Linked DNA regions of Mus musculus: all the other regions are linked to region 4. The links are chromatin contacts, called in public HiChIP or PLAC-seq and promoter capture Hi-C maps. All regions are on one chromosome and are shown on one strand. Each heading gives the region's core, a stretch centred on a gene start, on an enhancer-like site or on the middle of the called end of the contact. The rest is flanking DNA. Distances are from core to core; before and after follow the strand shown. Region 1 holds the start of Zfp541 (zinc finger protein 541). Region 2 holds the start of Nop53 (NOP53 ribosome biogenesis factor). Region 3 holds the start of Slc8a2 (solute carrier family 8 (sodium/calcium exchanger), member 2). Region 4 holds the start of Tmem160 (transmembrane protein 160). Region 5 holds the start of Prkd2 (protein kinase D2). Region 6 holds the start of Napa (N-ethylmaleimide sensitive fusion protein attachment protein alpha). Region 7 holds the start of Slc1a5 (solute carrier family 1 (neutral amino acid transporter), member 5).

Region 1 (3,477 bases), core at 306-2,805, 380 kb after region 4:
TTTGGAGTGGGGCCTGCAGAAATCTTTCCCAGTAGCAAGTTCTTGCTACTTCCTCAGACACAATCCCAATTACTGAGTTTCAGGCATTTAGATGTGGACTTCCCTTCAAACAGTGGGATTATAAACTCCCTGGACCTCTACCCAAGTCAACCCATTGAAGCAACTTTCCAGGAACCAATAAAGAGGATCAGAACCAAACCAAAATTAAACAAGAGAACTCCCTTCCACAGGAGACCAACAGCAAACTAAAATGACACTCACACAAGCTGCTCAATTATTTCACTAATTCTCTCCTTTTCTTCGATGGTTGAAGAGAAAACCTTGGAACTGAATCAAGGCCCTATTTAAGATGAAGTATTACTGACAATATTGGTTGTAAAAAACAACTAGCTGGGCATGGCACAATCTATAGTCCTGGTTCCTGGACAGACTGAGGCAAGAGGTCTGATGGAGCCTCAGTGTTCTGAAAAGATGGCAAGACCTCCCTCTTTTAAAAAGACAAAGCAGGATTTAATCAAGCACCTGTCTGGTACATTATGGTCTATGGGAGGCTTTTGCAGTCTTCTCCTTTTCATGTCTCACCATTGTTCTAGAGCAGTGGGCATGTGAGGATTGGGGTCCCCTTATTTTACATGACATGAGGTCTGGAAAAGCTGGACTAGTACAAGACAGAATGGACAGGATCCCCACTTACTCTGGACAAATGCTCTTGAGATACAGCAGTAATATAAACGTCCCCTACAAGCCTGATGGTCTGCCTCCACACAGATCAAAGATGGGGATGCCAGTCTGTGGGATGGCTCGGTGGTAAAAGCACAAGCTACGGAAGCCTGAGGACCTGTATTTAACACCCAGAACCCACAAGCTGACAATTCCAAAGTAGGATAAAAGCCTCCTCTACAAGAAGAGATTTTTGTTTTGTTTTTCCTTTCCTTCCTTCCCTTTATTAGCATGTTGAAGTCAGGGTCTTACTATGTAGCTCTGGCTGGCCTCTATTTGCAGTGTTCCTCCTGTGTTTGTATTCTACATGCTGGAGTTATGAGCAGGCATCATCATGCCCAGCTAAGGAGACCTTTCCTAGCCAATGCCAGCGGATTCAGTCCCTGGCTACCTGCAGGAACTGTAGGTGCTCAGTCCATGAGCAGCCTCACCTTGTAAGGAGGTCTGTGACTCAGAGTCTGCATATTCTTCCAGCAGCTTCACAGAGTCACTGTCCTTCCCCGAGTATAGGGACAGGGTGTCCAGATTGTCCTCTAGCACTTCACTGGGCATATCAGATGTGGAGAGACTGGGGTCAAGGTCCAAACCGCTTAAGCCAGCGTAGAGCAGGTCCCGTGTGCTGGGGCCCAGGTCCCGGTTGAGTGTGTCACTGCAGTTGAGCACTTGACTTTCAGAGAAGGATGGGAGGTGCCCTTCTGATGGAAGTGCTCCCTCTTCCCCAAGACTGTATGGCTCCATGGCTTTCCACTGCCAGGTCCTGGCTAGAGCCCGTCTCCAGACAAGCAAAGCCGTGTCCAGAGTCAGGAAGGGAAGAGCCCTCGCTGGCAGCTAGCTCCTGAAAATGAACAAGGACGTATTAGAATCAAGAGGTGGTAGGTGTAGTAGGCAGAATGTAGACTTGAAAATGGAGCCACTGAGATGGGTCTGTTCTTAGCCATTTAACCTTGCTGCACGACCTTGGGCAAGATCCATGAACTCCATTTCCTCATCTGTCAACTAGACAAAAGAATAACACATGGTGGACTGCAGAGTCCTCTGCCTCCAGTTATAAATATTAGAAAGATCAAATAGACTTTAATGTGTGTCTAGGCAGAAAAGACAAGCAAGGAAAATCCCAAGGCCAGCAACAAGGAAACTCAAAGTTAGAGTCTGTGCAGGCACAAGTCAGTCCACTGGGACATCCAGGCCCAAGTTTAAGCCTGGGGATGCTTGTCCACTTGTTCCATGTGGCCAGGAGACACATGAAATACCACTGCACAAAGGGAGGCTTACTGTGTGTGTAAAAGAGCCTGGACTGGGAAAGTCTCATACAAAAAAAAAAAAAAAAAAGTAAATACAATGAGTTTTAATATAGAGTAAATGTTGAAGTTAGGTTGGGGGTGTAGCTCAGTTAGTAAAATGCCTATCCTAGCACACTCAAACTTCTAGGCTCCACTCAGCATCACATAAACCAGGCATGCCTGTAGTCCCAACATTTGGGATATGGAGGCAAGATATCCTTGGGTAAATAGATAGTTTGAGGCCAGCCTGTGTTTCATGAGATGCTGTCTCAATAGTCCTATCACCCTGATCCCCAAAAAGGAATAAAAGAGGAAGTTTTACTAACCACATTCTAAAAATAAAAAAGATTACAAGGAAGTACTATGAAGAACTGTGTTTAGACAGTGCACTCACACAGAAGATAGGCTACAATACACACCCAATGTGTTAAGTCATTGAACTCAGATACAAAAAAATCAATGAGCAAATTTCTAGAAATAGACAGATTATCAAAATTCACTCAGAAGAATATATGAATGATCTTAAAACAAATTAAAAGATAAGGGGATATGCAGTGGTGCCCACCTATACTTCTAGCATGCCAGAAGTTGAGCGAGACAAGTCCTTGAATCCAGGAGTTCAAGACTGGCCTAGGAAAAACAAGCAGGAGAAGAAAAGAAAAGAGAAGAGGGAGGAAGGAAGATAGGGATGAAGAGAGGAGAAAGATGGGGAGGGGAAGCAAAGGTAAGAGGAGAGAGAAATGAAAAGGGAAGGAAGGGAAAGAAAATACTAAATTCATATTGAATTCAAATAATTCTCACCTATCTTACCACAGAAACACAAAACAAAACAACAAAACTTTATTATGTGGTGATGAAACATGCCTTTAATTGCAGCACTTGGGAGGCAGAAGCAGATGGATCTATGTGTGTTGAGGCCAGCCTGGTCTAAAAAGTAAGTTTTAGGACAGCCAGGACTACACAGTGAAACCCTGTCTTGAAAAACCAACAAAACAAAAATCTTTATTAAAACTCTTAGTAATGGTGAAAGGTTCAGGGGCCCAGCAGGCCTCTACAGGAAAATATGACCTGCTGGATGGAGCAGAGCTCTAACTTACCCTAGCCCATCCCACTCCCTGGCTCAGCAGTGGTCATGAAGAGTTAGCTATGTGTCTGGTATGGGTTCCTGATGCTGAAAGAACAGAGTAGAATTTGTTCTTAAAGAACCACAGCCTCCCATCTGACCTATCCTGGTTCCCTGAAAGCCCATGGCAAAGGTCTTGACCTTATTTTATCTAATTTGGGAATTCCTCAGGATGGAGATGAGCTGCAAGAGGACAGCTGCTGCAGTCTGGGGCAGGAACTGATAACCTTAAGCCAAAACAGAAAGCTGGGGTGATGGTGCACTGCAGGATAACAACTCTGAGAAGCTTTCATCTTAGGTCTCTCGCAGCACTAGACACAATCATATCACACCACCCAGCAACCGCTCTCCCTG
Region 2 (3,400 bases), core at 566-3,065, 510 kb after region 4:
ATGGGGTCTGGAGATTGAAACAGGGTCCTCTGGAAGAGCAGCCAGTGCTTTTAACATCTCTTCAGGCCACATACTCAGCTTTTAATGATAAGTTTAACCGCTGAATAATCTCTCCAGGCCAATTACTCAGCCTTTTTTTTGTTAAGTTTTGGGAACTTAAATTCAGGTCTTTATTGTTTGCCCAGAAAGCTCTCTTACCCACTGAGCCATTCCCCAACCCTTGTTTTTCATTTTGAGACAGTCTCTCTACCCTAAACTCATTCTGCTGTCCAGGGTGGCCTATGAACTTGCCATCCTCCTGCCTCAGTGCCTCTTGAGTAGGTAGGTAAGGTTAAAAATGAACAGCACTACCCAGCTATTTTTTTTTCTTTTAGAGTGTGTGTGTGTGTGTGTGTGTGTGTGTTTTATACAGGCAATTCCATTGGCCTGCTTTCAGGGACCCAGCCAGTGCTTACATCATGACCTACGGCAGCCAGATGTACCAGTAGATGTAAGGACCCACCTGCCACCCCAGCTCTCTCTCTCTGATCTCCACCACCAATGTTCCCTCTCCTTCTCTGTCCCCTCTCTCTGCCCTCATGATTCTGCCCCCCATCTGTCTGCCTGTCTATCTGTCCACTTGTCTGCCTCTGTCCCTTCACCAAGTCCCACAGTACTCTTGCGTTCCCCCCAATAAACCTTTACACTAGGTCTGTTTTATGGTGTAACTTCTCAGGGGTACACCTTGGCCAGGCCCTCCAAAAATACTCCCTTGCCACATTATATTTCATAACGGCGTGTAAGCATATATGCCACCACAGCATACCTTGTGAAGGTCAAGAACAAACAGCTTGCAGGTATTGGCTTTTTCCAACATATGGGTTATGAGGATTAATCTGAGGCTTGGCAGCAACAGCCTTTCTCTACTGAGGTATCTTGGCAGCCCCACACCCAGCATCTTCTTTAATAAAAAGAGTTAAAGAAAATTTGACTGGACTCCGTCCCTTGGCAGTTACTATTTGGGAAGGAGGGGTGTCCTTCAATGGCATACACACTGGTCAGTTGCCTCTGATCTAGTAACTAACTCTTCACTCATTGCTGGTACAAAAAATCCTAGTAAATCCAGTACGTCACAAAACTACAAAGACACAAGGGAGGAGGGCATTTGGGGGAAAGAAGGGTAGTTCAGTAGGAGTGAGAAGGCAAAGGGAAGCAAAAATGGCAAGGCACGTATGAAACTGGTCTACAGAGTGAGTTCCAGGACAGCCAGGGTTATACAGAGAAACCCTCTCCCGAAAAACCAAACCAAGAAAGCAAGCAAGCAAGCAAGCAAACAAAAAACTTGTATAACTAACAAAATGGTTTGAGTAAAATTTTATGATACCGGGTAAGGTAAATTACTCAGAGTGAGAACCAAGAATCCACATAGCCTACTCCCTACCAACCCGAAATTGCAGGTCGAATCTCTGAATTCGAGGTCAGCCTGGTCTACAGAGTGAGTTAACAGACAGCTAGGCTACACAAAGAAACCCTGCCTTTTGTTGTTGTTGTTTTGTTTTTTCAAGACAGGGTTTCTCTGTGTAGCCCTGGCTGTCCTGGAACTCAGTCTGTAGACCAGGCTGGCCTCGAACTCAGAAATCCACCTGCCTCTGCCTCCCGAGTGCTGGGATTAAAGGCGTGCGTCACCACGCCCGGCTCGAACATTTTTAAAATAAGAAGAGACTGAACGTGATGATTTATCCTTTTGCCAAGACGTAAAACTCTCTATGTAAAAACTACGCTTTATCAAGATGGTCGCAAACAGGAAGTGCGTCATATTACGTCACTCGAGACGCGCACGTTCCAAACCGGATATCGGAGTTAGAGCGACTAAGCTCTTCCTTTAAGAAGATGGCTGCGGGTGGTAACAGGGACGGTGAGAAGCGCGGCTCGAGAAGCCAGGCGGACTCTGGCTTCCTGGGGCTGCGGCCGACCTCGGTGGATCCCGCTCTGAGGCGGCGGCGGCGGGGCCCCAGAAACAAGAAGCGCGGCTGGAGGAGGCTCGCCGAGGAGCCGCTGGGGTTAGAGGTCGACCAGTTCCTGGAAGACGTCCGGCTACAGGAGCGCACGACCGGGTACGTGGGGCGGGACTTCCGGTGGCGTGGCCGTGCGCTTTGCGACCTGGTGCTAGACGGACCGGGCATCCCGGCTCGGTGTGGGAGACCTATCAATAGTATCTTTAACAAATAAGCGTGCGAAAATCCCAACAAAGTTTAAGTTTTCCCCTAGTTTTTTTTAAAATTTGAAACAGGGCCTCACTATGTAGGACGACCTGGCACTCGGTATGTAGACAAGCCTGGCTCCGAACTCAAGTTTCCTCTGCCGCCGGAGTGCTGGCATTAAAACCTTTTGCTACAGAGTTTGAATTTCAAGTGAAAGAGAATAAAGTACGTTCACCCCATCGTGGTACATTTTAAATTCTGTGTGAAAGCTCCAGGTGTAGCCCATGGTTTGAGGAAGAGTTGGGATGGGCCCAAAAAGTTAGACCCCTAAGGGTCTGTTATCTTTCCAGCATTACTTTGGCAAATAGTCTGCATTTTTATCCTTCAGTGGCTTGTTGGCAGAGGCCCCAAACGAAAAGCTCTTCTTCGTGGACACAGGATTCAAGAGAAAAGGTGAGGAGTGCTCTTATGAAGTTGTGTGCTGGTGGTTCTCTGAGTCTTGCACCCGTGAGATCTGCATTGATGACATAATTTAAAGCAAAGCACACACACACACTCTCTCTCTCTTTCTCTCTCTCTCATTTTGGAAACAGTCTTGATCACAAGTTTGGAGGGGAGGGGGGATCGAGACAGGGTTTCTCTGTGTATCCCTGGCTGTCCTGGAACTCACTCTGTAGACCAGGCTGGCCTTGAACTCAGAAATCCACCTGTCCCTGCCTCCCCGAGTCAGTGCTGGGTGTGGTTCATCACCACAGTCTTACCATGTATACCATATTGGCCTCAAACTTAGATCTGCTTGCCTCTGCCTCCTGAGTGCTGGAAATAAAGGTATGCTTTACCACTGGAGACTAGAAGGGGCAGTCTTTAGTATAAAGAATTACTTTGAATGGCTTTGAAACAAGCTTGAGATGATTAAGAAAGGTGACCTGTTGTTCATTTTTGTTTGGTTTTATTGAGCTGTATCATTCAGCTTTTTTTTTTTTTGTCCCCCTTCCCCAAAGAATATGATAGCAAGCATGATAACCCACAACGTTAATTTCTCTGAGTTGCAGGCCAGCCTGGTCTACATAGTGAGCTCCAGGACAGCCAGGCCTACACAATGAGACCTTGTCTCAAAACAGAGAGAACAAGAGGATCTCTTTTAGCCAGGAGGAAGGAAACATGTCTTGGCAAGATGGCTTTACTCCAGCAGAACTTGGGCTGGGACCTGCTGGGACATG
Region 3 (3,448 bases), core at 526-3,025, 320 kb after region 4:
TCAAGGCCGTCTCTCCACCAACCTCATAGGCTGCTGGCCAGCTGGGATAGTGGTGAGTGTCCTGTTCTGCCTGGCCTGTCTCTGGGGGATTCTGGAAAGTCAGGTGGAACTCCTCAAGGCAGCCATAGAGGGTGAGGACCTGGCGCGTATACTGACTGCTGGGGGTGGGGGCGATCCAAAGCAGAGTGGGAATACAGAATTCAGAACACACATACACACACACACACACACACACACACACACACACACACACACACACTACTCTTTCCATCAACCACACAGGGCCCCACCACACACACAGTTGCAGATTGCAGACTAAACTGAGACCAGTAGGGAGAGAAAGGACTTGGTCAAGTCAGAGGCAGAACACAAATGTGGCATTAAGGCGTGGAGCTCCTAACCCAGTGATCTTTTAAGCCATCTGGAATCCCCACGCGCCTTCCACGCAGGGCGGGTATCTTGTAGGCAGAAAGCTCACCCCAGCTCTGGCCCAGGTGTTGGTTAGCACCTCGCCTACCTTCTCTGGAGCCCTTCCCGAGGGAAGGAAAACGTCAGGCTGAGCCCCTTTGTAGAGTCCCCAGAAGGTTTCTGCTTTCCCACCCAACCTCGCTGTGAAGGTGTGAGGCTGGAGGAAGTGAGACTGTGAGAAGGACCTGTCTAGCCTGATCTTAGAACAGTGCCCAGGAGTAGCACAGTGCCTCAGAGTTGTCCAAAGAATGAATGGACAGTGAGAGATATGGGAGTTAGACTTTGGAAGGACTGGTCAAATGTTATTACACTGGTTAGGCTGTAGGCAGGACCAGTCTCAGAAAGTCAAGGTTGAGAGGATGGAGAGACCTGGGCTAAAATGGGGTGAGGAGGAGTTGGGGGCACTTCAGGCCCTCGGGGGAGTCCACACTGCGGGGAATCTGCCTCCTCCAGGTTCCCCGTGCATCAGGGGCGGAGACAGAGGTGTGTGGGTGTGAGTTGGCTGCAGGCAGAGGGAGAAGAGGGAGGGGAGAGACAGACCCAGGTGCCCAGAGACGGACAGACAGACATACACCATACACATGGCGCACGCTGAAAGCGGAGCAGCCAGGACTCAGAGCCAGGGCTCAGAAAGCCCCCGCACTTGACGATGCGGCGCAGCCTGGATTCCCGCAACCCCAGAGGCTCCGGACGGCCACGCCGGGCTCTTACCTGCCTTGCGGCCGGGCCGGTCCCCGCTGGGCCCCCGCGGTGGGCGCCTCCGCCCGAGGAGAAAAGGGAGAAAGAGGGAGAGGAGCCGGGGACTGAGGGAGAGCAGGGAGGAGGGAGGAGAGGGGATGCGAGGAGGGGAACCGGGAAGGGGCCGGGAGGAGGGCGGAGCCCAGGGGAGGGGGCGGGGACAGAGAAAAGGGGGGAGTTGAGAGAGCAGCCCCGGAGAGGGGGCTAGACTGGAGAGGTAGGGGAATACAGCTTGGGAGGAGGCCGGGGGAAGGGGGCGGGGACAGAGGAACTGGGGCGGGGGAATCAGCCGTTAAGAGAGTCTAGGCTGAAGGAGGGAGTTGCCGCTGACGGGAGGGGGTGGGACAAGTGAGCTGGGGAAAGGACCACCAGGAGGTGGGAGAGAGGAAATTTAGGCAGGGTGGTGTGTGGGAACAGGGTAGTTGTGGGTTGGAGGACAGGGACAGCCTGGAAGAGGGAGGAGTTGAAGGAGGAGAGAGAGTGGGCACAGGGGAGCTGGGGAAAGGACCACCAGGAGGAGGGATATAGTCGCTGGAGGAAAAGAGGAGCCAGGAGAGGGTAGGGTTTATGGGAGGGAGTGAGGCCTGGGAGCTCAGACTAGAGAACCGCCGAGGGAGGAGCCAATATGAGGAGGCGTGACCAGGGGCGGGGCTACAGAACAGAGACTATGCCCTGCAAAGGGGCAGGAGGGAGGAGCCCGGAAAGGGGCGTAGCCAAGGAAGCTAGTGGGTGGTAGAGGGGCTTGGCAGGGCTGGGGCTGCAGGTTGCCCAATCTTGGGGTTCAGCACTAGAATCCGAGGACAGCGATGGAGGGCGCAAGTTCGTACACCAGTCTGTGCTGTGGTATCCCAGTCCCTCTCTTTGATCACACACGCATAGCAACCCCTCCATACAAGGGCCCAGAGATGTAGTCATTGCTACAAATAGCCACAGGCTGGCAGACCTGGGGGAAGTGGGGGAAGGAATGTCGGGAGGCAGATCTTTCCAAGTTCACAGGCTCAGCCTGCTCAGAGCACCTTACAGAAGACAGGGAACTGCTACCAGAGTGCCCAGGTACGACAAGAACCATTCCCTCTGCCCCTGCCACGCCAAAACACGGTCTCACTCCCAATCCCCAGAGGTAGATGTTGTTAGCTCCATTTTGACATTACGAGGGGGAAACTGAGGCAGCAACTGTGGCTTCAGGTTCTGTATCTTTACCGCATGCTGTACTGCCTCTTGGCTCGCAAGGCAAGGAAGGATCAAGATCACCCAGTGTGGCGGCACACATCTGTTTGATCCCCATACTCAGGGGGCTGAGACAGGAGGATGGCTGAGTTCCAAGCCATCCCCATAGCAAGACCTAGATCAAAACAGTTTTGGGGGAGGGGGCTGATGATGTGGACCAGTTGGTAGCATGTTTGCCAAACATGCACTAAGCCTGGGCTCTGCCCTCAGTACAGTATACACTATGCATGGTGGTGCATGCCTGCAATCCCAGCAATCAAGAAGTGGAGGTGAATCAGGAGTTGAAGGTTACCCTTGGCTAGAGGCCAGCTTTAGCTACATAAGACCCCTTCTTAACTTCCCCCCAACTGCCAAGTCCTAAGCCAAACGTCCTAGGATTCTGAAGCCTTCAGGTGGTTGACTACAACTAGGTGCACAGGTGCAAGCACTCATGCCTGCAAGTGCACACATGCACACACCTCAGGATGTGTGCATCACTCGCCTTCCCATCACTACCCTCAGGACAAACGCCACTCCAGGCTCCCTCTTTCTAGAGGACAGGTGACAGGTGCTGAGCACAAAATGGTACAACAGGAAGAGAAGGCTGGCTTTGCCAGCAGCGTGCCCGCTGCCAGCTCTGGAGGGACACTCTTGGGCCTGCTGCCAGGAGAGGGAAATTCCAACTCCCTGAAGCTTCCCACGCTTCGGCCTGGCTTTTGGAAGTTGGAGCCTGGGAAGTCAGGATCTTGGCATCTGATGTCCTTTGCAGTGCAGGAGGGTGGTCAGATTTACAGGTGGACTTCCCTAGCAGGAGTGACAGCTACCTACCCAACCCCACAAACACATATTCCTCCAAGGAAGCGTCCAGGCCCCACCCCCAGCCTGGAGTCCCTCTCTAATATTTTACCAACCCTACAGACCCCAATTCTATTCCTGGTTAGGGGTTGGGGAAGCAACATTTTCTCTGGGCTAAATTCCTCTGGGCCTTGGGTTAGAGACTCTGATGGAACCATGGGGGTGGTGACTACTCTTGTCT
Region 4 (3,227 bases), core at 570-3,069:
AGTGACACAGCACTTAACTAGTAGGCTGCTTTCCTTCCCGTTATAGCAATACATAAACAAACAAACAAACAAATAAAGGCAGACAAGGACTCAAATACATGAGACTTTGTAAAAGGAAGTATGTGAGACTTGGAGGAGAAATTCAATATCCAAAGGGGCTGGTCTGGGGTATAAACAAAGGTGTCCACATAAGTCAAGGCTACTTGGAAACTGTCTGGTGGACTCCTCACAATGCCGATGAAGGAGGTGTAAGAGGAGATGTAACTAGTGAGGCAAGAGAAAATGGAGGGAGTGCTCTCCTTTTCCAACTGTTAGGGTAGGAGGACTCAGAACTGGAGGAAAAGGGGGAGGGGCCCATTTCCCATAGGGATGGTCTGTACTCACCATAGGCAGCTTCCCGGCCCATGTCACTCTGCATGAAGGAGATGACCCCAATGCCGGATGACAGAAGTCCATTTCGGAACCAGGAGAGAAAAGCTGCGGGGAGTTGGGGGATGGAGCTCTGCATCAGCAAGCCCTGCTTCCTAGATCCCCTCTCACCCTATTCAGCCACAAGACAAAAGTATTCTAGATGCGGATCCCTTCCGGGAAGCCCCATGCAAGTCCCATTCCTTTACCCTTCTGTCCCAGACGTTCAAAATCTAGAGCACGAATTGAAGTTTGAGGATAGAAAGTCTTCCCAAGTCTTCCCTTGTGCATCCTGCGGTCTTCCCTCTCTCCCTCAGACCTCTGGGACAAACTTCTCCAGCCTGTCCCTTCCCCTGTGTGGTAACCGCTCCTACCTAGCATGGCCTCATCCTTGCGTCCACACCTCCCCACCACTCAAGTACCTGAGTGCTGCCAAAAGGCTGTTCCCACTACTAGCCCCATTCAACACCAGACCAGCTCCAATCTCTCAACTCATTGCCTCGTTTGAGATTCCTCCCTCTGCAGTCTAGATCACCTCTCCCTCCAATCAGCAGCCACCTTCTCTACCATTGGTTACACGCTGGTCCAATCCGGAACTTCCCCATCTTCTGCGGGTAGCCACACTCTTGTTTTATTCCAAGTGGTCCCCTCTGTCTGTAATCCTAACGGATACCCCTGTCTCAAGCAACTTGTTCCCTCCCAGCTGCCTCTGGAACGGTCTCTCACCTAGGCAGTGTGGTGCTGCCAACTACTTCTTCCTAACCGTAGCCTCCTCCCCACCCCCACTAATCCCTGCTGTACCCCTTTAGCCAGGACCCGAAAGATGGTGTCCTATGCGGCCAGGCTGCAAAATCTCCAACCCCCAACACCGGTTCCCTGCGCTCACATGAGGAAGCTGCCCCCGCTGAGCACAGGCCCTGTTCCCAGCAGATGCTTGCCTTACTCTGGCCACCCACTCCCACGTGCACATTGAAACCCCTCTCCTTGTAGCGCGAACGACCCCGGCCCCTGCCACTGACCTGTCTCATGTGCCTTGCGGAGGAGCCAAGCGTCCGCGCGATCCAGCTCGGACACTGGAGGCGGCGACGCTCCCGCGCGTGGCCCGTGGCCCGGGGCGAAGGACCCGCGCGCGCCCCCGCTGCGGGGCCGCTGAGGAGGCTGCAGAGACCCCCGGAAGCGCAGGCGGGCCAGGCGCGCGACCCGAGCCCACCACCAGCCGCCTCCCATGGCTCGCAATGGGGCCGCGACACCAGCTCCGCCCCACGGGCCTACTGTAGGCTGGAGGTCACATCACTCATGAGGAGCGACACAACCATTGGTGATCTGCCCGCAACTCTATCCCGGAACGCAATACCTATTGGTGTATCTGGCTGTGTCTCCACTTCAGTTATATGTGCCGGTAGTGTGTGACCCACCTTATTTTTATCATCAGACTACAAATCCCAGAGATCAATGTACGGCAGGCAGTTCGACCTGCAGAAGGGTGCGGCGGAATATCTGCTGGGACTTGTAGTTTCAAAAAAGTTAATGCTCTCAACAGCCAGGAAACAAAACTTGTACTAGTTGCTTAGACTAGTTGCAAAACTGTGGTGAACTCACGGAAACAACTACCAGTTACCTCACTAAAGAGGACACATAACTATTTTGTTGTATTCCTCTTCAGTTTTTCTTCTATGCAGATTTTAATAAGATGTCATTTCTGGAAATTCATTCCTGTCTTTACTTAGATTCTTTCCAAAACGTTATTACCGGTACTGGGACTCAAACTTAGTGAGAGTGGCCGAGAGAGTATTTAACAGAAGAGAGACTGCAGAGGAGAAGCAGAGGAGGGGACAGAAGCAACAGACTCAAGACCTGGCAAAGATCTTGATAGCAGCCACAGCCAAACCACGGGACACATAAGAAATGCCTAAAACAGATAGTCTCAGGAGAAGGAGATAAGAGGGAGGGGGCTAAAGATCAAAGGTGCCCCTCCCAAGCCCAGGGCAGCCCTAAAGGTGAAAGGGAACCCAACAACTTGTTTGTAGATAATAAAGTTGAACTTTCTGCCTTGCTAAAACCTGAAGGTAAAGTCTCCTCATCAGTTTATAAGTGACTTTCAGTGGCAACAGAAACAAAAGAAACAACCAAGACCTCTTAGGGGCCCTGAAAAGTTCGGACTATTGTGCCTCCTCTAAGAAGGCTTTACTTTGCTAACTACAGGTGACCTCCCTAGAGCCAGGGGACTCAGGGCCTTGGCATCAGACAATGGCCAATCTGTCACCAATTGCCAGAAGCCGACCCCCACCTTGTGTATACACCAGTGCAGCAATGGCCTCCTGGTTAAAGATGACGCCAGGGTGACTCATTACCAGCCTCTCTTCTTGAATGCCCCAGGATGACTTTTCAGCTGCCCTGCTGCCTGACCCTGACCTTGATCGGTGGGCCTCTGCATGACTGCTCAGATCATATGTGCAGAGCCACTCCGGACAGGAGTATCAACCCACAAAGCTGAACTGGTGGCAGCTCTGACCAAGGCGTTACAGCTGAGAAAAGACAAGAGACACAGATAGCCAGTGTGCCTTTGCTACTGCTGATATCTATGGGACTATTTATATAGAGAGAGGCCTTCTGGCGGCAGAAGGACAGACTAAACTCCGTCCCAGAGGGCAGTGAGACAGCCCAGTGAGTGACCCTAAAAATTGGGCTCCTCATGTCCTTGATTGCCCTAGACCCAGGAAACCTCATACTCTCTGATCAGACAGAAGATGTGATCTGAGCCAAAACCCTGTCCATGTCTCAGTGTCCTAAGAGATGATGGAGGACAGCTAGCTGATCAC
Region 5 (3,275 bases), core at 37-2,536, 390 kb before region 4:
CGGAGGCCCAGGATGGGCCCATCAGAAGAGCTCTTCCTGATCAGCTGCTCCCACTTGCCCCTTCCTCCCAACTCCACACCTGGTAGGCCCCTCCCTTCCTCCCTGCTCGCTGCAGAAAACAACAAGCAGCGACAGGCAATTTGGGGAGGCCTCTGGGCACCCCACCCCTATCCGGGCCTCTCTGAAACCGGTGGTGGAGTGAGGACACGACTAGGGTGTAGTGCCCCTCCTCGTCTGTCACCTAGGCCCCTCTCTGGCCTCCCAACAATCTCAGGCCACCTCCAAAGCCTCCTCCTTTATCATGAGAGCCCCCTATGCCCTCACCTTCTGGTCCACGATAGAACAGGCTAGTTGCTTCACATGAGCCAACTCTGAGGCAGCCGGCAACAGCACGAACTCTCGGGTCAATCCGATCTGGATATGGAAGGAGACCCCCGAACCCGGAGCCGGGATCTGAGGCAGCAGAGGTGGCGGCGACTGGAGATCCAAGCCACCGGGGGGCGGAGGAGACCCGGGCCCCGGAGAGCCGGGGAGTCCTGCGGGATGGGAGGGGGCGGCGGCCATGGGGGCCAGATCCAGATCTGCCGCCCAAAGCTCACCAAGGACCCTGGGACCTAGATCCGAGAGCTCTCTTGCGGTGGTGGTAAGAACGCAGGCATTTGAGAGAGAAATCTGTCAGGTTGAGAGACGCGAGGATGGCGGGATCCTGGGCAATGAGAGAAAAGGCATCTAGTGGGTCACACGCCGGGAGTCAAGAGAGCAGAGTTCAGAAAGAAAAACAGTGGTTTGGGGAAGGGTACCCAGAGATTGGAAGGTTGGAAGAAACCAGGAAAGAAAGTCGGGTAGGGCAGGGTCCCTGGAATCAAAAGACACTGCGATCCAAGGCCCCTGGAGAAAGAAGGCTGAGAGCAAAGCAGAGGGAATGCCAGGATCCGGTGGGTTTGACGGCAGGACCAAAGTCAGGGCAGGCCTGAAGATGCTCTGCCTTGGGGGTAGAAAACGGGAGTCTGACCAGGGATCTAGTGGATCGTAGGAACCCGACTGGCTCGGGGATGAGGAGGGGTTGCCAGGGCCAGGGCTGAAAGAAGAGACTCTCACAGGTCGTGAAAGTCGGAGGAAAGTTGGATCAGGGGCGGCGGAGGAGGGAGCGTTACCGAAGGCGGGGCGGGTCGGGGACAAGGGAGGGTCGCACAGCGCGGGTAGCTCTATTTTTCCCCCTTCAAAGTTTAAGTCGGCAGCGGCGGCCCAGAAGGAAGTCTCAGGAGCGATGGCACAGCTGGCCAATCAAAGCAGGGCACCGTGACATCACAGGGCGGGCCTTACTGGGACGGAAGGGGAAGGCGGGACCCCGCACCAGGGAGTTGGGGGGAATTTGGTGGCTGGGGGTAGGAGGGCGGAAGGGTCAGCGTTTCCTCTGCACAGTCCAGCCTGGAAAGTTGACTTTTCGCCGCAGTTCACCGCGGCACGCGAGAGGGGCAGGCGCTTTGTCATTGAAGGAGTGAGCTGTCAGACTGGCACGCATCCGGCGCCCACCGCAGGGAAAGGGTCGGAAATCGTTGTCAAGTCCGGTGGCTTTACAGTTTCTGCTACTCAACCTGCCCCCAACACACACACACACACACACACACACACACACACACACACACACACACACACACACACACACACAAAAGCGCGCGTCCCCAGCTCAAAAGCCCAGTATATAAGGTGGGAAGTCGAGGAGGCCTTAGGATGCACAAGAGAGCTTAATTTCAGGTTTCTCTCCAGAGAGTTGAGGGTACAAAGCCTGTCCCTCCAACCAAGGTGGCATGACAAAGGACACCACCACTTGATAGACCTCCTGTGAGACCAAGTGCCGACATCTTTCTGGCTGTGTGACTTCTCCACTGTGAGCCTTAGTTTTTCTGTCATGAGGCCGAAATACAGGTGGTGCCTGGACACTGCTAAAGTTGAGTTGATGTGGCTGCCTTTGATTTTGCAGAGGAAAGGGAAGGCACTGAAAACATCCAGGGGTGTCTGGGTGGGTGTGTTAACGGAATCATCCAACATGTGGCTGGTGAGATGGCCAGGTGGGGAAAGGCATTTGAAGCCAAGCTCACTGGCCTGAGTTCAATCCTGTACACTCACATAGTCAAAGGAGAACCAGCTGAGCTACTGTGGGTTGTCCTGACCTCCACCCTTCTCTGAAATAAACAGTAGTGCAATAACAGGAAATCTAAAAAGCTAACATCAACTGAGAGCCTGTGAGTCTGTGTAGTCAACTCTAACTCCATCAAGAGCCGTTCTGACTTTTACTCCAGTAGTCAGGCAGTGGCTACCAATTAGTTTTCACATCCAGGTAGCTGGAGCTTTAAGAGAGCAGCAACTTGTCCACAAGGGCCCCCCCTTACTGGTTCAGCGCTGCTGGGGGCAGCTGAGGTGGGTACAGTGCTGGCTGTCACCACATCCGGGGGCAGAGGCTGGGGAAGGAAGTCTGAGGCTGGAGTGAAAACCCAAACTACCACCTGGGGAAGTTGCAAAGAGGGACAGGGGGAGGCAAGGCCACGTGGAGCTCACAGCCTGGCTAATGAGTGTCCCCTAAAAACCACATGCCTACATGTACCTTCTAGACAGGCATGTCCCCAGCATGTTTGACTGCCTGCTTCTGGGACTCACGGCCCCCTTTACCCCGTGACCCTGGGGCAGGTCTAGAAGGCGGGGGTTGTGGAACATGCTGTGCCTGCTGTTTGGAATGTCAGAGTGGCTCATACCCTGCTCTGTATGATGGGACTCCAGTCCTTCCCCACTGTGGCAATGAAGGCCTAACTCCCACCAGCCGACATTAAACGTGGGTAAGGGGAGGGAACTCTGTACTGCTCTGCACATCCTGCCCTCTGCCTGGGTCTGGTGGGCCTACCTTCCTGCTGTCTGCCAGTCCAAGAGTGGGCATGGGGCAGGAAAGGGGCTTTTGTTCTCAGCCCCTGAGCAGGCAAGGGGTCTTCAACTAAATGTTCACTGCTCCATCCCAGCATCTGCTCCCTAGCTCACTGCGCGGGGGAGCACAAGTTGAGGGACAGGAAGGGGAGGATCATGGAGATGTGGCCATGTGCTTCCATTTCCACCCCCCCCACACATGTCACCTCGTTCCCCATCCCAGTCGACCACAGACCCCCAATCTACCATATATCCCTCTCTCCAGACTCCACTCAACCAAGGCAGAGGGAGTGGCCTTCCCCTACTGTCCACCATCCCCTTGACAGATGGCCTGGAAAACCTATCTTACTCCAAAGGGTTTA
Region 6 (3,207 bases), core at 8-2,507, 350 kb after region 4:
GCTTCATCCTCTCCCTCCCCTTCATGTCTTTCTGTCCTCACCCAGCTTATAACAGTCTCTCCCAGAGCTTTCCCCAACTTCCTGGTTGTCTTCTGTATCCTTCCATCCTTGCTTTGGAGGCTTCTGATTTTGTGTCCTACCCCTGCACAGCTCTTCCTCAACACCTGCCTGGACCTTTCCCCAGTGTTCCTCTCTGCCTGTTCCTTCAAGAGCTTTGCCTGCTGCCATGTAGTGTCGTCTCCCCCTACCCCCTCCTATATCCCAAGGCTCTGGCCCTCTCCCCAGACCCCTCAAGCACTCCAATTCCTACCATCTTGGTTTCCCCATCAGCATCTTACACTCTCTGAGTCTGCTTCTTCCTGCCTGATGAGCCTTTCAGAGGGCCAGACTCAATTCTGAGCACAGTACACATAGTTTATACTCATAACAAACTTCTGCAGTTAGTTTTTACCAACAAGCCCTTTCAGAGAGACCTACTCCCTTAAGATAAAGAAACCTCGGAATCGCATCCCAAGCATGGGTTCTGCTGCTCCTAAGTTAATATGGCTGAAGATGGCAAACTTGCATAAACTTTGTGTGAGGTATTTGCCACCTCCTGGGTGTGTTCAGACTCCAGACTTGAGGACCACCTAGTAGGCGGTGGTCCTACCACCCTAATGATTCTCTTGTGTGCCTCATCCTCCCATCACCATTGTCTTGGCTAAAACCAGTGTCACTGTCCATTCATGCTTGTTCCCCAAGCACAAGTCTCCACCTCTCAGTCCAGGCCTCGCCATCAGTCACTCTTAGCAGGGCCCCACTCACCCTCACACCTCGTACTCCGGCTCATCATGCCCAAGGACGCCCCAGCCCGGGTCCCCTCGGTCTGGTGTCCTCACCCCGGCAGCCTGGGCCGCACAGATCCACGGGCACCGGCCTGGGAAAGGCGCGGCCACCAGTCAGCGGGTGTCGTCAGCCATAGGGCCACGGCCAGGGCCTGCAAGGCCGCTGAGGGGCTCCCAAAGTGCAGAGCAGAAGAGCCCGCTCTTCCCCGCCTTGGGCCCAGCCTCGCCCATTGCTCACCCAAAGAGGCCGGAGAAGAAGGACTGCGAGTTCTTCACCTTGCGCTCCGCTTCAGCCAGCAGCGCCATAGCCTCAGCCTGCTTCCCGGAGTTGTCCATGACGTCGCGCAGCTGCTCGGCTCAGGCCCGACACAGCCTGGCGACGACTCACAGGCCCCGGACACCGCGCACTCAGCGGAGCTCCGCCCGCTGCGTTGACGTCACCCAGGCCTGCCACCCCACGTGAACCCTGCGAACCAACCAGTGGGCTCAAGCTGCGAGGCACTCTCCTCCCGGCACGCCCCCTCCGGCTACCGCACTCAGCACCTTGACCCCCCCCCCCCCAACACGTGAGCACACGCCGCTAGCCTCCTGGAACCCCCACAAGCGCATTGCCACGTGACACCAAATAAGCCAATCATAAGCCCGAACCGCCAAGAGCCCACCGCCCCCAAAGCGCGACCTTTGACTCCCTCCAACCAATCAGCAGGCTCTATAGACTTGTTCTGCCACGCCTCGGCGGAACTGGGTCACACTAATCACCTGACCAGTGTCGCGGCGCTCATGTGACGCCTCTAGGTTCATGCTCCAGGTTTGACTGACCCAGCAGTTTAGCTCCGCCTCCTGTTTCGCTTTACGTCATAGTCACTTGGGAAAAAACTGTGCAGTGAAAACGAACCTTCTTACTCCCTCTGGCGATCGTCTCTAGAATTGGCTTGGGGAATCCAGAAGGTCTCCATTTCTAGCTGGATGGCTCAGCTGCTAAAGGCATTTGCTACCAAGTTTAACAACCATATTCCTATTCCTGGGACCCACATAGTAGAAGGTGAGAACTAGCTCCTCCAAATTGTTCTCTAACCTACACACACAATGCCTTTAGGGAGTATCTTGCAGTGCCACACACAGAATGTCACTAGATACTCAGTCCCATGTAAAAAGCTGGGTGTGTCAGCGGGCACCTGTAACAGGAATGGGTGGGTGGGAGACAGGCATATGCCTGGAGCTTGCTGGCCAGCCAGTCTGGCAGAATCAATGAGTTCCAGGGCCAGAGAGAGACCTGGTTTCGAAAACTAAGGTGCAGAACAACTGAAGAAGACTCCTGACATCAACCTCTGGCCTACACACACACACACACACACACACACACACACACACACAGTTAAAAATTAGTGGAAAAGTCTAAATAAAGCATGGACAGTCAGTTATTGACAGTGGTTCAGTATCTGTACTAAATACACTATGCTATAGTAAGAGCAACATCTTACTATAGGACAGAAACTGCTATGTGGGAACTAGCATAGGCTAGTTTTCTGTAAATCTACAGTTATTCTAAAGGTCAGTCCCCAGGGCCCTGCCCACAGTGATTCCAATCCCTATAGTGTGCTGTGGTGCAGGAATCTGTATCTCTTCTTTACTGAACTTCGCTGATTAGCAGGGAACATTTGAGGAAAGTGTTATGTGAGTTGGGTGTTGGGGACAGGAAAAGGCAAAAGACATCTTCCTCTGACCCTTTCCCATTGAACACTTCCCCAAATGTACCTGTGCTCATCATGACTGTACACTGACCTCAGAGCTGGTGAGTCTGGATGGCCACAAGCAGATATGGTTCCACTTCCATTTGCTGCAACGTGTCATCCTTTTGGAGCAATGAGCTATGCAGCAATGGATGACTATATGCCCTCAACCCATAAGGCCAGAACTGCATTTCCACTCATGGAGTTGGGTCACTCAGGGTAGAGCAGTGGAATGAATGCTCACTGCATAGCAATGCTCAGGTCACTGGGAACACCCACCAAGCAAAGTGCATTTCCTAATTTACCAGCTACACACATTGGGAAAAAATGTTCAAGTAGGAAGGAAGACAGCCATTCTGGTTCTGGGGCTGCCTTGTACCCCTCATTTCCCTCAAACAGGATGTCTCAACAGCTCCAAAATCAATTTCCTCCCTGCCTTTAAGCTTTAGCTGAGATGTTGAGACCTTCTGTGTAGTGCTGGGATCGGGCCCTGGGTACAGGAGTTGAGGCATGGCTCTTGCAGGCTGGGGTTGGTATAGATGTCCCTGACCTTACATAGGCTGCAGCAAAGGCACCATTCTGCCTGCTGTTACGGTCTTCCTCCTTCATTTCAGGTTGAGCAGCTACATCCACACATGCATTTCTGGCTTTAG
Region 7 (3,131 bases), core at 565-3,064, 330 kb before region 4:
GCCTCCACCGGCTCATAGGAGTGAAAAGGTCACAGACCCTGGGTCCAAATCCTTATCCAGGAGCCTCATCTCTGCCCCTCTGCCACAAAAGAATCCCTCCAGAAGTTTGCACAACGTTCTTGTTTGTTTGTTTTTGTGGTTCTTCATAACTTTCATGGGGGGGGGGTGGCTCTTCTTAGGGCAGTCCTTGTATCTTTTATAACACTTCCCTTGCAAGCCAAGGAAGGAGGCCGAGGCAAGAGAGCAGCCTGAGATACTTGTAGCAGACTTGTTTTCAGTAAGCTAAATGATGCTCCTTCATCCCAGCCACTAGGGTGATGGAGGTAGGGCGCTAAGGAGAGTTCAAGGACAGGCTTGGCTGTACGAGACCCTGTACTGTCTCCAAAAAGCGTAACAAGACTAAGAAGGCTTATTATTTTTCCTTCCTCTAAAAGCCCTCCATGTTTAGGCCCGCCCCCAAATTTGGAGAACTTCCGTAAAAGTTCACCCTTCCAAGATGTTAGCGGTCCTGTCACCGTTACCTTATTTTCCTAGATTCTAGAAGGCATGACTCAATCTGGAGGACTCAACCTTGGTGACTAGTGGCGGCACACACGGGTAATCCCTGTACTCAGAGGGGGTAAAGCAGAAAGATTGCACGCTTGCACTGGCCCCTAACCACCCCACTGCCTGGCGGGAACGTACCTCACGAGATCTAGAAAGGAATCCAGCACCTCTTTGGTTGGTGCACTGCGGGCACAGGGGTCTACAACAGAGTCGTTGATGGAGGTGATGGCGGTAACGGCGGCGCCCGGCTTCAGCGCCAGGGCCAAACCCACGCCGAGCGCCGACGCGAGCAGTGTGGTGACCAGGAAAAAGAGCAGCGCCCAGGCGCCCACACGACCGAGCGCGCTAGGGTCCAAGCTGGCTGCACCTCCGATCAGGCTGCACACCACGAGCGGCAGGATGATCATCTTCAGCAGACGCAGCAGCAGCTCTCCCGGGAAGGCGAAAGCGGTCAAGCGCGCGGGACCCAGCGCGTCAGCACCGCCCGCCGCCGAGACCCCCAGCCCCAGCCCCACGCCAGCCACCACCGCAGCCACCGTGAGCAGCACCAGCAGGTTGGCGCGAATGCAGCGGCGCACCCGGTCACGGGAACCGCAGCAACCACCTGCTTTCGCACTCTGGTCCTCTCTGGATCCCAGCGCGGGGCCACCGTTCGCGGTGGAATCCACCGCTACTACCCCTTTGGGGTCAGCCTTAGGGGGATCCACTGCCATGCTGAGCCGTAACAGGGAGGTTCCTTGTGAGCCTGGAGACTAGGTGTGACGTCCTTAGGACCGAGAATGGAGGCTGAAACTTTGCAGCGGTCCTTGAAGTTATGCGTCCACCGGATCTCGGAAACTGGAGGGTCCTAGGCTCCCTGAGCTGTATGCGGAGATCCCTTTATTTTTCCTGGTGATGTCGAATCCCCGAAAACTGGGAGTTGAGAGCGCCTTGTTGGAGTAGGGAACAGCTCTTCAGAGGGTTCTTTGACTCCCTGAAGGAGTAAGGAAACTCAGGTAGCTGAGGTCTTCAGGAAGCTCAACCCAAGTGGCATAGATCCGGGATGCCTTGCTCCGGGAGACCGAGATCCCAGGATTAGGACGCCTGGCTCTCGGACTCTTGGGTACTGGAGCCCTAGAAGGAGTGGACCGAGCGTTTCGGGCTCTGGAGAGAAAAATCAAATTTCCAGATGCAAATAGGAAGCAGCCCGGGGGATATGGAAAGTGGCGCCAAGGAGAAACCTCCCAGGCCGCGCCGCGTGTCTCTGAGGCTGCTAGACGGAAGCGACCAGGATTAAAGGCGGAGGGGCGTGACTTGAAAAAGCGGAGGGCGGGACTTGAAAAGGCGGAGGCCGTCCCGCAAGCGCTGATTGGTTATGGAACATTCGGCGCCAGGTGGCGAGCGAGGGGCGGAGCCAAGATCACAGTGGGCAACCTAGGGTGAATAACAATGCATAGCCAGGGGCGGGGCCGGGGCAAGGGCATCGAGCCAGAAAGGGTGCAAAGCCTCCAAAAGGGGCGGGGCGTTGGGAAACTATCCAACCCACACCCACCCACACGCACCTCACCACTGGTCAAAAGAATCTAATTGTGGATCATATCTGATATTCCACAGAAGGACCCCTAGAAAGGGCAGACAGATGAGTGGCACACACCTTTAATCCCTGCTCTCAGGAGGCAGAGGCAGGCAGATAGATCTCTGTGAGTTCAAGATCAGCCTTGGTTGGTCTACAGAGCGAGTTCTAGGGCTGCCAGGGCTACATAAAGAAAAAGAAACCCAGTCTGTAGAAACAAATTGGGGAAAGGGAGGGAGGAGGGGCCAGTAGGCCCCAACATTGAATGTGGGGGATTTGAACTCAGGCCCTCATGCTTGAGCTGCAACCCAGTCTCTTTCCTCAGATAGTCACAGATTGGGTCCTCCCCACAGGAGCATGGCACATGCAACACACACAAATAAACAAATATATAAATAAATGTAGCAAAAAATATTTAAATGGCCAGTTCACCACAAACATTCTTAGTTTAGACACTGTTACCCATCAACTGTAAGAATAACAGACTTAGAGAGGAGGAGGAGGAGGAGGAGGAAGAGGAGGAGGAAAGAGGTCTGCTGAATCCAGAATCTTTGGGACATGTAGGGTGGGGAAAATGAGGCTGAAGTTTGTGGATCAGGATTGGCTAGGAGCGTTCTGCCCCACTGCCTGCCCCTAGTAAGAGAAATACTCAAACTGGTTCCAGCCAGCTCTTTGGCCCAACCTCCTACCCGGATTCCTTGTGATTTCATCAGTGGGAGAAAGGTCTGGGGCTTCCCAAAGGGTGAAGCAGGGTAGTGAGAGGCTGGGCTGAAGGAGGAGGACAGCCAAGAGTCCCTTCCTGAACTCTGTTGACCACTTGAGAAACGCCCTGAAGAATGGCTCTTTTGGAAAGTCTGGAGCTTGCCTGGAGGTGGAGCAAAGGAGGCTACAGGGCTCAGTCTGTTCTACCAGGCGCTCACCCGCAGCTCTCAGGACTGCAATCCCAACTATGGAAGGATTCCAAGGTCATGACCAGCCTGGGCCACAGACATCAGAGTAAAGATGGGAATGAGGGGCTGCTGGGAAAGGCTAG

The links. Promoter capture Hi-C pulls out the DNA fragments that hold promoters and counts their contacts. HiChIP or PLAC-seq counts read pairs in DNA pulled down with a chosen protein or histone mark. Capture Hi-C pulls out chosen DNA fragments and counts their contacts.
Region 1: a contact with region 4 is called in an H3K4me3 HiChIP or PLAC-seq map of bone marrow-derived macrophages, with 4 times the contacts expected there. The contact joins the promoter of Zfp541 here to the promoter of Tmem160 in region 4. A contact is called at or near these places in 3 of 39 promoter capture datasets (liver and pre-B cells), 1 of 484 Hi-C or Micro-C datasets (embryonic stem cells), 1 of 115 datasets of contacts at active chromatin or transcription factors (bone marrow-derived macrophages) and 1 of 9 other capture datasets (adipose tissue).
Region 2: a contact with region 4 is called in a promoter capture Hi-C map of liver. The contact joins the promoter of Nop53 here to the promoter of Tmem160 in region 4. A contact is called at or near these places in 1 of 39 promoter capture datasets (neutrophils), 3 of 115 datasets of contacts at active chromatin or transcription factors (memory CD8 T cells, pancreatic cancer cells and regulatory T cells) and 2 of 9 other capture datasets (adipose tissue and liver).
Region 3: a contact with region 4 is called in an H3K4me3 HiChIP or PLAC-seq map of intestinal villus epithelium, with 6 read pairs. The contact joins the promoter of Slc8a2 here to the promoter of Tmem160 in region 4. A contact is called at or near these places in 2 of 39 promoter capture datasets (the C10 cell line and cranial neural crest), 1 of 484 Hi-C or Micro-C datasets (CD4 T cells), 3 of 115 datasets of contacts at active chromatin or transcription factors (bone marrow-derived macrophages, embryonic stem cells and intestinal villus epithelium) and 1 of 9 other capture datasets (liver).
Region 5: a contact with region 4 is called in a promoter capture Hi-C map of pancreatic islet. The contact joins the promoter of Prkd2 here to the promoter of Tmem160 in region 4. A contact is called at or near these places in 2 of 115 datasets of contacts at active chromatin or transcription factors (memory CD8 T cells and pancreatic cancer cells) and 2 of 9 other capture datasets (adipose tissue and pancreatic islet).
Region 6: a promoter capture Hi-C map of neutrophils shows a contact between it and region 4, with 3 times the contacts expected there. The contact joins the promoter of Napa here to the promoter of Tmem160 in region 4. A contact is called at or near these places in 3 of 39 promoter capture datasets (cranial neural crest, liver and neutrophils), 2 of 484 Hi-C or Micro-C datasets (B cells and CD4 T cells), 1 of 115 datasets of contacts at active chromatin or transcription factors (microglia) and 1 of 9 other capture datasets (adipose tissue).
Region 7: an H3K4me3 HiChIP or PLAC-seq map of bone marrow-derived macrophages shows a contact between it and region 4, with 6 times the contacts expected there. The contact joins the promoter of Slc1a5 here to the promoter of Tmem160 in region 4. A contact is called at or near these places in 4 of 39 promoter capture datasets (the 3T3-L1 cell line, hippocampal neurons, liver and 1 more), 1 of 15 datasets of contacts at CTCF or cohesin (the NIH/3T3 cell line), 5 of 484 Hi-C or Micro-C datasets (B cells, CD4 T cells, embryonic stem cells and 2 more), 6 of 115 datasets of contacts at active chromatin or transcription factors (the SCID.adh cell line, bone marrow-derived macrophages, embryonic stem cells and 3 more) and 3 of 9 other capture datasets (adipose tissue, liver and pancreatic islet).

Annotation. Positions count from the first base shown.
Region 1 is chr7:16,069,923-16,073,399 of GRCm38.p6, reverse strand. Zfp541 (zinc finger protein 541) reads right to left here and starts at 1,555. Exons shown (of 16, transcript NM_001099277.2): 1 at 1,152-1,555. The coding sequence starts at 1,458.
Region 2 is chr7:15,944,523-15,947,922 of GRCm38.p6, reverse strand. It overlaps Nop53 (NOP53 ribosome biogenesis factor), which reads left to right and starts at 1,815. Exons shown (of 13, transcript NM_133831.3): 1 at 1,815-2,093; 2 at 2,569-2,633. The coding sequence starts at 1,870. It overlaps Gm24576 (a long non-coding RNA gene), which reads right to left and starts at 1,830. Exons shown (of 2, transcript XR_391165.4): 1 at 1,623-1,830; 2 at 133-1,462. It also overlaps a transcript of Ehd2 not described here.
Region 3 is chr7:16,128,153-16,131,600 of GRCm38.p6, reverse strand. Slc8a2 (solute carrier family 8 (sodium/calcium exchanger), member 2) reads right to left here and starts at 1,775. Exons shown (of 10, transcript NM_148946.3): 1 at 1,180-1,775.
Region 4 is chr7:16,451,371-16,454,597 of GRCm38.p6, reverse strand. It overlaps Tmem160 (transmembrane protein 160), which reads right to left and starts at 1,819. Exons shown (of 3, transcript NM_026938.1): 1 at 1,428-1,819; 2 at 385-477. The coding sequence starts at 1,635.
Region 5 is chr7:16,840,913-16,844,187 of GRCm38.p6, reverse strand. Prkd2 (protein kinase D2) reads right to left here and starts at 1,286. Exons shown (of 19, transcript NM_001252458.1): 1 at 1,155-1,286; 2 at 325-706. The coding sequence starts at 564. It overlaps Strn4 (striatin, calmodulin binding protein 4), which reads right to left. Exons shown (of 18, transcript NM_133789.3): 18 at 3,257-3,275.
Region 6 is chr7:16,096,630-16,099,836 of GRCm38.p6, reverse strand. Napa (N-ethylmaleimide sensitive fusion protein attachment protein alpha) reads right to left here and starts at 1,257. Exons shown (of 11, transcript NM_025898.4): 1 at 1,063-1,257. The coding sequence starts at 1,160.
Region 7 is chr7:16,780,029-16,783,159 of GRCm38.p6, reverse strand. Slc1a5 (solute carrier family 1 (neutral amino acid transporter), member 5) reads right to left here and starts at 1,814. Exons shown (of 9, transcript NM_009201.2): 1 at 685-1,814. The coding sequence starts at 1,259.